Linked DNA regions of Rattus norvegicus: region 1 is linked to region 2. Evidence: chromatin contacts called from public Hi-C data. All regions are on one chromosome and are shown on one strand. Each heading gives the region's core, a stretch centred on a gene start, on an enhancer-like site or on the middle of the called end of the contact. The rest is flanking DNA. Distances are from core to core; before and after follow the strand shown.

The links. Hi-C and Micro-C count contacts between places; a contact is called where the count stands out from the background.
Region 1: a Hi-C map of Schwann cells shows a contact between it and region 2, with 4 times the contacts expected there. The contact joins two enhancer-like sites. A contact is called at or near these places in 5 of 12 Hi-C or Micro-C datasets (the Rat2 cell line, Schwann cells, hepatocytes and 2 more).

What each region holds. Positions count from the first base shown.
Region 1 is chr16:62,416,094-62,420,085 of GRCr8, forward strand. No RefSeq gene overlaps it. Among named protein-coding and RNA genes, the nearest start is that of Trmt9b, 77 kb to the right of the region's middle. Within about 2 kb of position 2,303, at least 12 of the 93 cell types and tissues checked have an H3K27ac peak or open chromatin away from gene starts, as enhancers often do. A contact at or near this core is called in Schwann cells, where this site is marked.
Region 2 is chr16:62,359,626-62,363,935 of GRCr8, forward strand. Dlc1 (DLC1 Rho GTPase activating protein) reads left to right here. Exons shown (of 18, transcript NM_001370997.1): 9 at 1-44; 10 at 687-863; 11 at 3,558-3,717; 12 at 3,838-4,036. Among named protein-coding and RNA genes, the nearest start is that of Trmt9b, 130 kb to the right of the region's middle. Within about 2 kb of position 2,231, at least 27 of the 93 cell types and tissues checked have an H3K27ac peak or open chromatin away from gene starts, as enhancers often do. A contact at or near this core is called in Schwann cells, where this site is marked.

The sequences.
Region 1 (3,992 bases), core at 1,053-3,552, 57 kb after region 2:
CCAGGAGAAATGTGAGCTTGTCACCCCAACTATAAGGCCAGGTGGAACTGGTAGACTAAGATTACATTTGAACTGGGGAGAACATTTTAAGTATAGAAAACTTGGGGCTCAAGAGACAAGGGGGCTCAGCTCTTCAGAGTAGTTCGACTCCAAACACCCACATTGGGTGGCTAATTCTCAATGGCTCCAGGGGATCCAATGTCCTCCCGTGGCCTCTCTAAGTAGCCCCACCCCCAACCCCAGCACACACAGCATTTTTAAAGCATGAAAACACTTATCCCACAAGAGATCCAGACTATCCCCATGGGATTCTCGGTGACACTAATACGTGTGGTCTTTGCTATCACACAGTGTGAGATGCTCTACTCTAGATGTGAATGCAGACAATGCAATCTTGAGACCAGAGCAGCAATGGTTGCTAAGATCCTCACAGATGGGTCCCACTAGCATTCTCTCATGGAAGGGAAGGAGGACCATGGGGTAGCACATAAGAAGCACAGGAGTAGCTCATAAGCCCCACGGGAGGTGTCAAAAGACACAGGAGAGTCATGGCTCCTGGAGGATGTATAGACAATTAAGAGCTATTGGGAGAAAAAGACTTTTTTATTTTGGTGACTATCACCTATGCTGTAGGACAGAGGTTCTCAACCTTCCTAGTGCTATGACCCTTTAATACAATGTCTCATGTTGTGGTGACCCCGACCATAACATTATTTCCCTTGCGTCATTTTGCTACTGTTATGAAGTGTTATGTAGATAGCCAATGTGTGATCCCAAAGGAGTCGTAAGCACAGGTTGAGAACCACTGCTGTAAGGCCTCTTCATCCACACTCTTATAAATAACTTCTATTAGGCCCATCGGTTCACCTCAGTAGACGTGGATGGAATTGTTTATTTGGTCATTTGGTTGGCCATTGGTACCCTCTCTGTGGTGAATAGACATTTGTTCACATCTCTCTAGGAAAAGTTAATGGGACATTTAGTAAGATATGTTGATTTGAAGGGCGTGACCAAGGTTTTCCAAAAATTTATTAAGTTATGCGTGGTTAGGATCCAATAATTTATTGTGGATACTATATTTTGGTAGGTTTTTTTTCCCCCTCTGATACATCTGAAATAAAAAATTCACTTTTAGCCTTTAATTTCAGTACGAAAGTGTAAGCTTAGAAAAAACAAAAGGGCAGGTGGCACACACCTCTAATCCCAACACTCCAGAGGCAGGCAGATCTCTGAGTTTGAAGCCAGTCTAGTCTGTAGAGTGAGTTCCAGAAGAGTCAGACGAAACAAAGAAATTCTGTCTTGAAAAAGAAAAATAAATACATAAATAAATAAATATTTTTTTTTAAAATGCACAAAATTCTACTCTTGAGTTTTAGGCACCCTCTGGGGTCTTGGAATGGATAAAAGGCAACTGACTGCTTTACGTTTAGACGCTTCTGTTGTCTTTGTTTAATGAGATCAGGTCTGCAGTAGCCTAGCTGACTTTGAACTTGCCATGTAGCAGAAGACAACCTTGAACTCCTGATCCTCCTGCCTCGTCCCCTCGAGGGCTGGCTGGGTTTACAGGCCTGGGTTTGTAATTTTCAGCTTTTAAGAGTATGGTGAGTTCTGAGATGGATATGTGTGTCTCTGTTAGTCTTATAAAGACTTCCAAATTGACCCCACTGCAAAAGAGGCACCAGGTCATTTTTTCCTTCCTCTCTTGAGGCCAAGCCCCTACTGTTGAGACAAAAGAGAAAATTAAACCAGGGGAGGGGTGGGAGGTGGGTGGGAAAATAGCCTACAGTTTCCAGCAGTGGTTCTCAGCCTTCCTAATGCTGCGACCCTTTAATACAGTTCCTAATGTTATGGTGACCCCAACCTTAAAATTATTTTTATTGCTATGCCATAACCATAATTTTTCTAGTTATGAATGTTAGTGTAAATATCTGATATATAGGACATATAATATATATATGACCCACAGGTTGAGAACAGCTGGTTTATGGGGTCTCCTATGCCATAAGCCATAGACTCTCACTTCCTCACTGAAAAGAAGATATATGAGACAATAGGTAACTCACCCTATTTTGTTTTAAGGGGCTGGAAACAGTCCTACCCTAAGCCTTGTCTTACCCCAAGGCTTCTATGTAGGGGTAGCTACTAGGAAAGGTCCCTTCAATGCCTCTCATGGGATCAAAATGTATCAAACGATAATTAGAACTATTAAGAGCAGTCGAGATTAAATGTGACTCTGAGTCAGAGTTAATTTGAAGAACTGCTGTAAAAGGCTGTTTCTCTGGGCTGGATAAGACAATGACGTCACAGTTACCAAGTTTCCTGCACAGTCAACAGGCCTCCCTTTAAACTTCTCGGATTCAAGTGCCCTTCCTTAGGAAAAGATCGCCGGTTGGTTTCTGTCTATTTTACCCTCGTGTGGTTTTGTCCTGGCATTCTTTGTGAATATGGGGCAGATTGTTAAATAGGAGCCAACAGCTGGAGTCAGACTTCCTGTGTGAAGGCCAGCGCAGCTCGTTTCCAGCCGGGCGTTTGATATGTTATCTGGGGCAACAGCGACTGGGCACTGCCGAGGCTTCAGAACGGCTCCCTTCAATTTCCTGTATATGTTTATAATGGTGGATGTGTGTGCACATGTACACGTGTGTGCAGAGAGTGGAGAGCGAGCGAGGGGAGGCTTCTGCATGCATTTCATTAGCCTCTGTGAAGGGGTTTCAGTTAGACATGTGCCTTATGGAAAAGAAAACAAAAAAGACACCAGTTAGCCACAGCGAGGGTTCCTCACACAGCTGCCACTAATGACCTAAGTAATTTTGGGCAAGTTATTTCATCTTCTGGCCCAGTTCTGTTTCTGTCGAGGCTCCTTCCGGTTCAGAATCTCTGGCTCAAAGGTTCACTTTCTGCTCCCTGCGACTTGCTGTTCTGAAATACGTGGTTCCCTCCCTTATGATATGATACCGTGTGAGTCCATGTGTTCTAAGCCCTCATAACTTCTTTTCGGTTAATTCTATATTATCCTCTTGCATGTTCTCCGTGAGCCTTTATTATCCAGGCCCCATTGTCTCTACACAAATATTACAAATGTCGGGCTTTATCTGCAAAGAAAAGTCCACAGTGTGTTTGCTTCCTGTTTTGTTCCTGGAGCTTCTAGAGTTTGGAGATTGGGTTTCGTCCTGACAAAGGTTGACCAGAGTCGCTGGGCTGGCTGTCACTTCTCCAGTTCTGTTCTGTTCTTATTAAATTCAATTAGGTCTAAATGTGCCAAATGGCATTTTTTTTTAAATTCATCTGTGTCTGTATCTGAGTATGAACATTTAAAATGGAACCACATAGGAAACTTGTTTTACAGTCTTGGTTGTCCCACGCTGATGGCTTCCTCGGGTTCTCCACAAGTGGGTTTAGCGCCATCTAGCGACTCAAGGGCTAAAGCTTTACTGCTTGGTTGACTGTATTTGAAAATTTGCTGACTGAAACAAGCTAAAACCGGAGGAAGCCTTGCACCTAGCTCTCCTGTTCTCCAGGAGGGTCGAATTTATTACTGACCCCAACAAATTTTTGTAACCTACAGAATCCCCGAACCACGAAAAGCGTTTGGTTTTTAATCTTTCTTCCTTCCTTCCTTCCTTCCTTCCTTCCTTCCTTCCTTCCTTCCTTTCTTTCTCTCTTTCTTTCTTTTTTTTAGTTATTCATTTTACATCCTGTTCACTGTCCTCCTCCTGGTCACCTCCCCCAATCCTTTTCTCCCTCCCCTTCTCCTCTGAGCTGCCCCCCCCCCCTCCCCGATATCCCTTCACCTGGCACTTCAAGTCTATGGGAGGCTAGGCGCTTCTCTCCCACTGGGGCCAGACAAGGCATAGCTAGAAGAACATATCCCACAGGGAACAGCTTTTGGGCTAGCCCCCATTCCAGTTGTTCAGGACCCACATGAAAACCAAGCTGCACATCTGCTACGTATGAGCCGGAAGGCCTAGTGCTAGCCTGTGTATGTTCTTTGT
Region 2 (4,310 bases), core at 981-3,480:
AGAAGAGACTCAGGGGTGGGGGCTTCCCTGACCAGGTGTAATAGGTAAGGCCCTTACTTCCGGCTCCAGACTGAGGTGGGGATCAAGAAGGGTCTGCTTGGCGGGATCGAGTCTGACATTCGCAGTCCTGTAAATTCCTAGCGCCCGACCAGGAGGAGACCCTAGCAATCCCAAAGAAGGGAGGGTATTGTAAACCTTTGGTCATGAAGGATGCAGACAGTGGATCCTGGAAGGTGGTGGTGTTTGCACAATATAATCGGACTTTATGCCACCCTGGGGTGTACTTAGAAGTGGTTAAAATGGTCTAAGTGCCTGTACACTTGGTTTTCCTGCAGCTCCAAATCTTCAGACTCTGCCAGGCACAGACGAGAAATGCTCAGGGGAGAAACTGTCTTCTTGTCACTTAGCAGGTTATTATAAGCAATCGGGCTTATAAACTTGCACTGAGTAGGAGGGCGCTCCCGATATGCATAGACATTGTCTGTCTTCTGTAAGAGGTCTAAGAGGCCCGAGTGTCCCGAGTCCACATATCTGCAGTGCTCTAGAACCAACCTTCGGGGTTACATAGGAAGGGCTATTTTACAATGGAGGGAAATCGGGAAAGGAGTGTCAGTGCTGGGGGTCCCTGTGAGCAGCTTCTGACCTGTCTTGTCTCGCCTCACTCCTCCCGCCCTGTTCTCTTGCAGGCACAGACTGAGATGGCATAGCTTTCAGAGCTCTCACCGGCCGAGCCTGAACTCTGTGTCTCTGCAGATTAACTGTCAGTCTGTGGCCCAGATGAACCTACTGCAGAAATACTCACTCCTGAAATTGACGGCCCTGCTGGAAAAGTACACGCCTTCCAACAAGCATGGCTTCAGCTGGTAAGAGAGCTAAGTGCGTGGTGAGCAGTCACTCTGGGTGATGTTATCACACTCCCTGAGGTTGTCCCCAGCACTAAGCGTATGACTGCTCTGTCTTCTGTCAAAATGGCCAATCTGTCATCCTTAGGCAGTCAGTCTCCACGGCTAAAGCTCCCGGAGCCTCGGGGAGTTAGCTGCAGGACTGGTTGGTTGGGTTTCCGGCCCTTTCCATGAGAGATTGCATTCCTGTGACGTCATACTGCACAGCCATCTTGCCAGCTGTAGGAATAACCCCCACTAGCTAAATACACTGACACTCTCACGTCAGGATCCCGGGAGGAAGGAAGGAGAAATGGTGAGATAGGACGAAGCTACTTGACCATATCCATACCCGTGCATGGTTTTAGAGGCTTTTTCTAAAAACAGTGTTTGGAATTGAACTCAGGCCCTGGTCTACGCTGAGTCCACACACCATCACGTTGTCAGTCAGTTTTGAGTGTGAAGGTTTTGAGCATGACAAGAAAATCTACCTGTGCTAAAAAGTTTTTTATTTTGGGTTTGGGTTTTTTGTTTTGTTGTTTATTTGGGTGGGGAACTTTCTGGCAAAAATGCTCAGGGAGTAATAAATGGTTAGCTATAATATCTTATGTATATACTGCTTCTGTTTCTTTGAGTTTTGGGGTTTGTTTGTTTGTTTGTTTTGGTGTTTGGAGACCGGTTCTATCTGTTATGTACAAATATATTTTTAAAATTGAAATGTATTAGATGTCTAGCATCATAATCTTGAAGAGTCAGCCTTGGGTGTACAGTCTTAAGATGTGGACATTCAGGCTAGATGGGTGGTGGGCGGGACATAATCTCTGCCCACACTCATAGTGCAAAGACAAGAACTGTGCCTGGGTCCAGGTCTCTGTGTTTCGTAGTGTCCCAGTCGTCCCTGAATCTTTTCACTCAACGTCAGGGAGCTTGTAGTCCAATCTTTAGGAAAACAGAGATGCAGCCCATGTCACTGGAACACTCTGCGACCAGCCCAAATGGCTTGACGTAGTCTGAGGCAGGGTCCACGGCTCTTAGATGCTCTCACTCCTCCCTCCTAGGAATGTACACGGGCCTCAAAGCACTTCCTAGCTAAGGCAGTAACAGGAGCCTTGCTAAATACAGAAGCCTTTGTTCTCAATGACAGAAATCCATATCGACCAGTCTATCCCAGAGTGCTTCAGATTCTCAGTGGGGACTGTAATGTGTTCTTCCACATTCCACAGCCAGGCTTGCCACGCACAACAAAGCCAGCATTGTGCACGCTTCTGCTGCAGCACCCACTGTCTGCCTGACTGTGTGGAAATACAAATCAGGCTCTACCCTTTGGCTTTTCCTTTTCTAGAGCCATCAAGAGTGGCATGTCACGGCCGCCGTGTGGGCAAGCACCCAGAAGTCGGTTTTCTGTGGTGTCCCTCGGTGCTTAGAGTAATATTTTCCTCAGTGCTATTTAAAACTGCATATTTTACATTCTCCTTTCAGGGTTGTCTACCCCTTTTCTCACCAAACCCTCAAAAAAAAAAAAAAAATCTCCAAGTCCACCCTTCTACTTCAGTTCTGGTCAGTTTTTCCAGTGAGTCAAAACCAAAATGTAAAGGCCTGGCATTGTAGAGCTCGGTCAGCAAGGAGCACTTCAGCCCAAAGTCCCTTTCCTGTTTGGCTCTGCCCTTTCTGCTCTCACTCAAGGCGTCAGTCATAGAGCGCAGATACCTGCCTTAAATGCCTGACATGTGTTTCCTGGTGTCGTGTTTATAGCTGGGGGTGGGCCTGCTTTCAGGCTGCCTGGCCGCCTCCCGGAGCCTCACAAAACTCCCATTGTATCTTTCCCCTTTCCCATAGAAGCCTGAAGATGCTGTGTTCTTTGGGGTCATAGGCAGGGGAATTTATTTTGACTTCGGGTCGTGCCCCATTTGAGCTCTGGTCTAGGTTCTCAGTATGACAAGACAGTCCGCTTTGTGTCTGCTGATTTTTATGCAGTATTACCCAGATCTCTTTTATATGAAGCAATTCAGATCTCTTCAAGAACCCAGAAGGGATTCATACTCTTTTAGGAAAGGTGGGAAGTCGTTCCTCAAGCTCACATCAGAAGTCCCTAATAGGGTATTATGTATTTTTGCCTCTTCCTTCCTGTACCATTCTCATGTAAGGAAGTCCATTAGCTTCCCCGAGGACCACAGACAGCCGTTCTCAAGATTAGCAGGAGTTAACAGATTCCCCAGATGAGGATATTTGACCAGGTCTTACAGCTACAGCTCTTCAAATATCGAGACCAGACTGGGCTACATAAGAAAGAGTCGAAAAAAAAACAAAGGAACCGGGACATGTTAGGGGTGTGACTCAGTAGCAGGGCGTTGCCTAGAGAGACTCCAGGGTCTCTGGGTTCGACAGCCAAGAGCACTTTGCCCACCCCACCCCCCACCAAAAAAAAATTCCTGTGACATTGTCTAATAATTGGGTGATAGGGCATTCTATACCCATGATGTATTATAGAAGTTACTGACCTAGTAAGGCCTAATGTGGCTACTACAGCTATGAAAGTGAACTGGTCACTTTAATTTTCATTTAAATGGTCCCTGTATTGAAAGAGATCAAATTCATGGGAGAGGGGGCTGAAAAAAGGGGGTGAGCCAATTCAGGGAAGTAAATGCTTAACTCTTCCCCCACATCTTCTTTAAACAGGGCCGTGCCCAAGTTTATGAAAAGGATCAAGGTTCCAGACTACAAGGACCGGAGTGTGTTTGGGGTCCCCCTGACCGTGAATGTGCAGCGCTCAGGACAGCCCCTGCCTCAGAGCATCCAGCAGGCCATGCGCTACCTCCGTAACCATTGTCTGGACCAGGTGAGCACAGCTTCCTGTGGATTCCACGCGTGGGAGCTGAGCTTCACGCTGCATGCTTTCTCTCACCTCGTGGAGAAGACTCTGCTTCCCCGCTCATCCCTAATGTTTTTCCTCCAAAAGGTTGGGCTCTTCAGGAAGTCAGGTGTCAAATCCCGGATCCAGGCCCTACGCCAGATGAACGAAAGCGCGGAAGATTACGTCAACTATGAAGGCCAATCTGCTTACGATGTGGCAGACATGTTAAAGCAATATTTCCGAGATCTCCCCGAGCCCCTCATGACGAACAAACTCTCCGAAACGTTCCTGCAGATCTACCAGTGTAAGCATCCCCGGGTTTTCTTAACGACGGTCGGTGTCAGGTTCCATGGGACCAACTGAAACACGTGTCAGCCTTTTGCGGGGAAAACCTTCTCAAAACCTGAGTTTGAAGTTGGTGTGTGTGATAGGTTGATGTATCCTTACCGAAACGTGATTTTTGTGACCTGGGAGTGTGTTGGCAGAGTAATTGTGCAGCACACGTAAAGTACCGAGTTTTCTGTCCGGCGCCACATAAACCATGTGTGGTGGTGCACACTTGTAACCCAGCGCTTTGG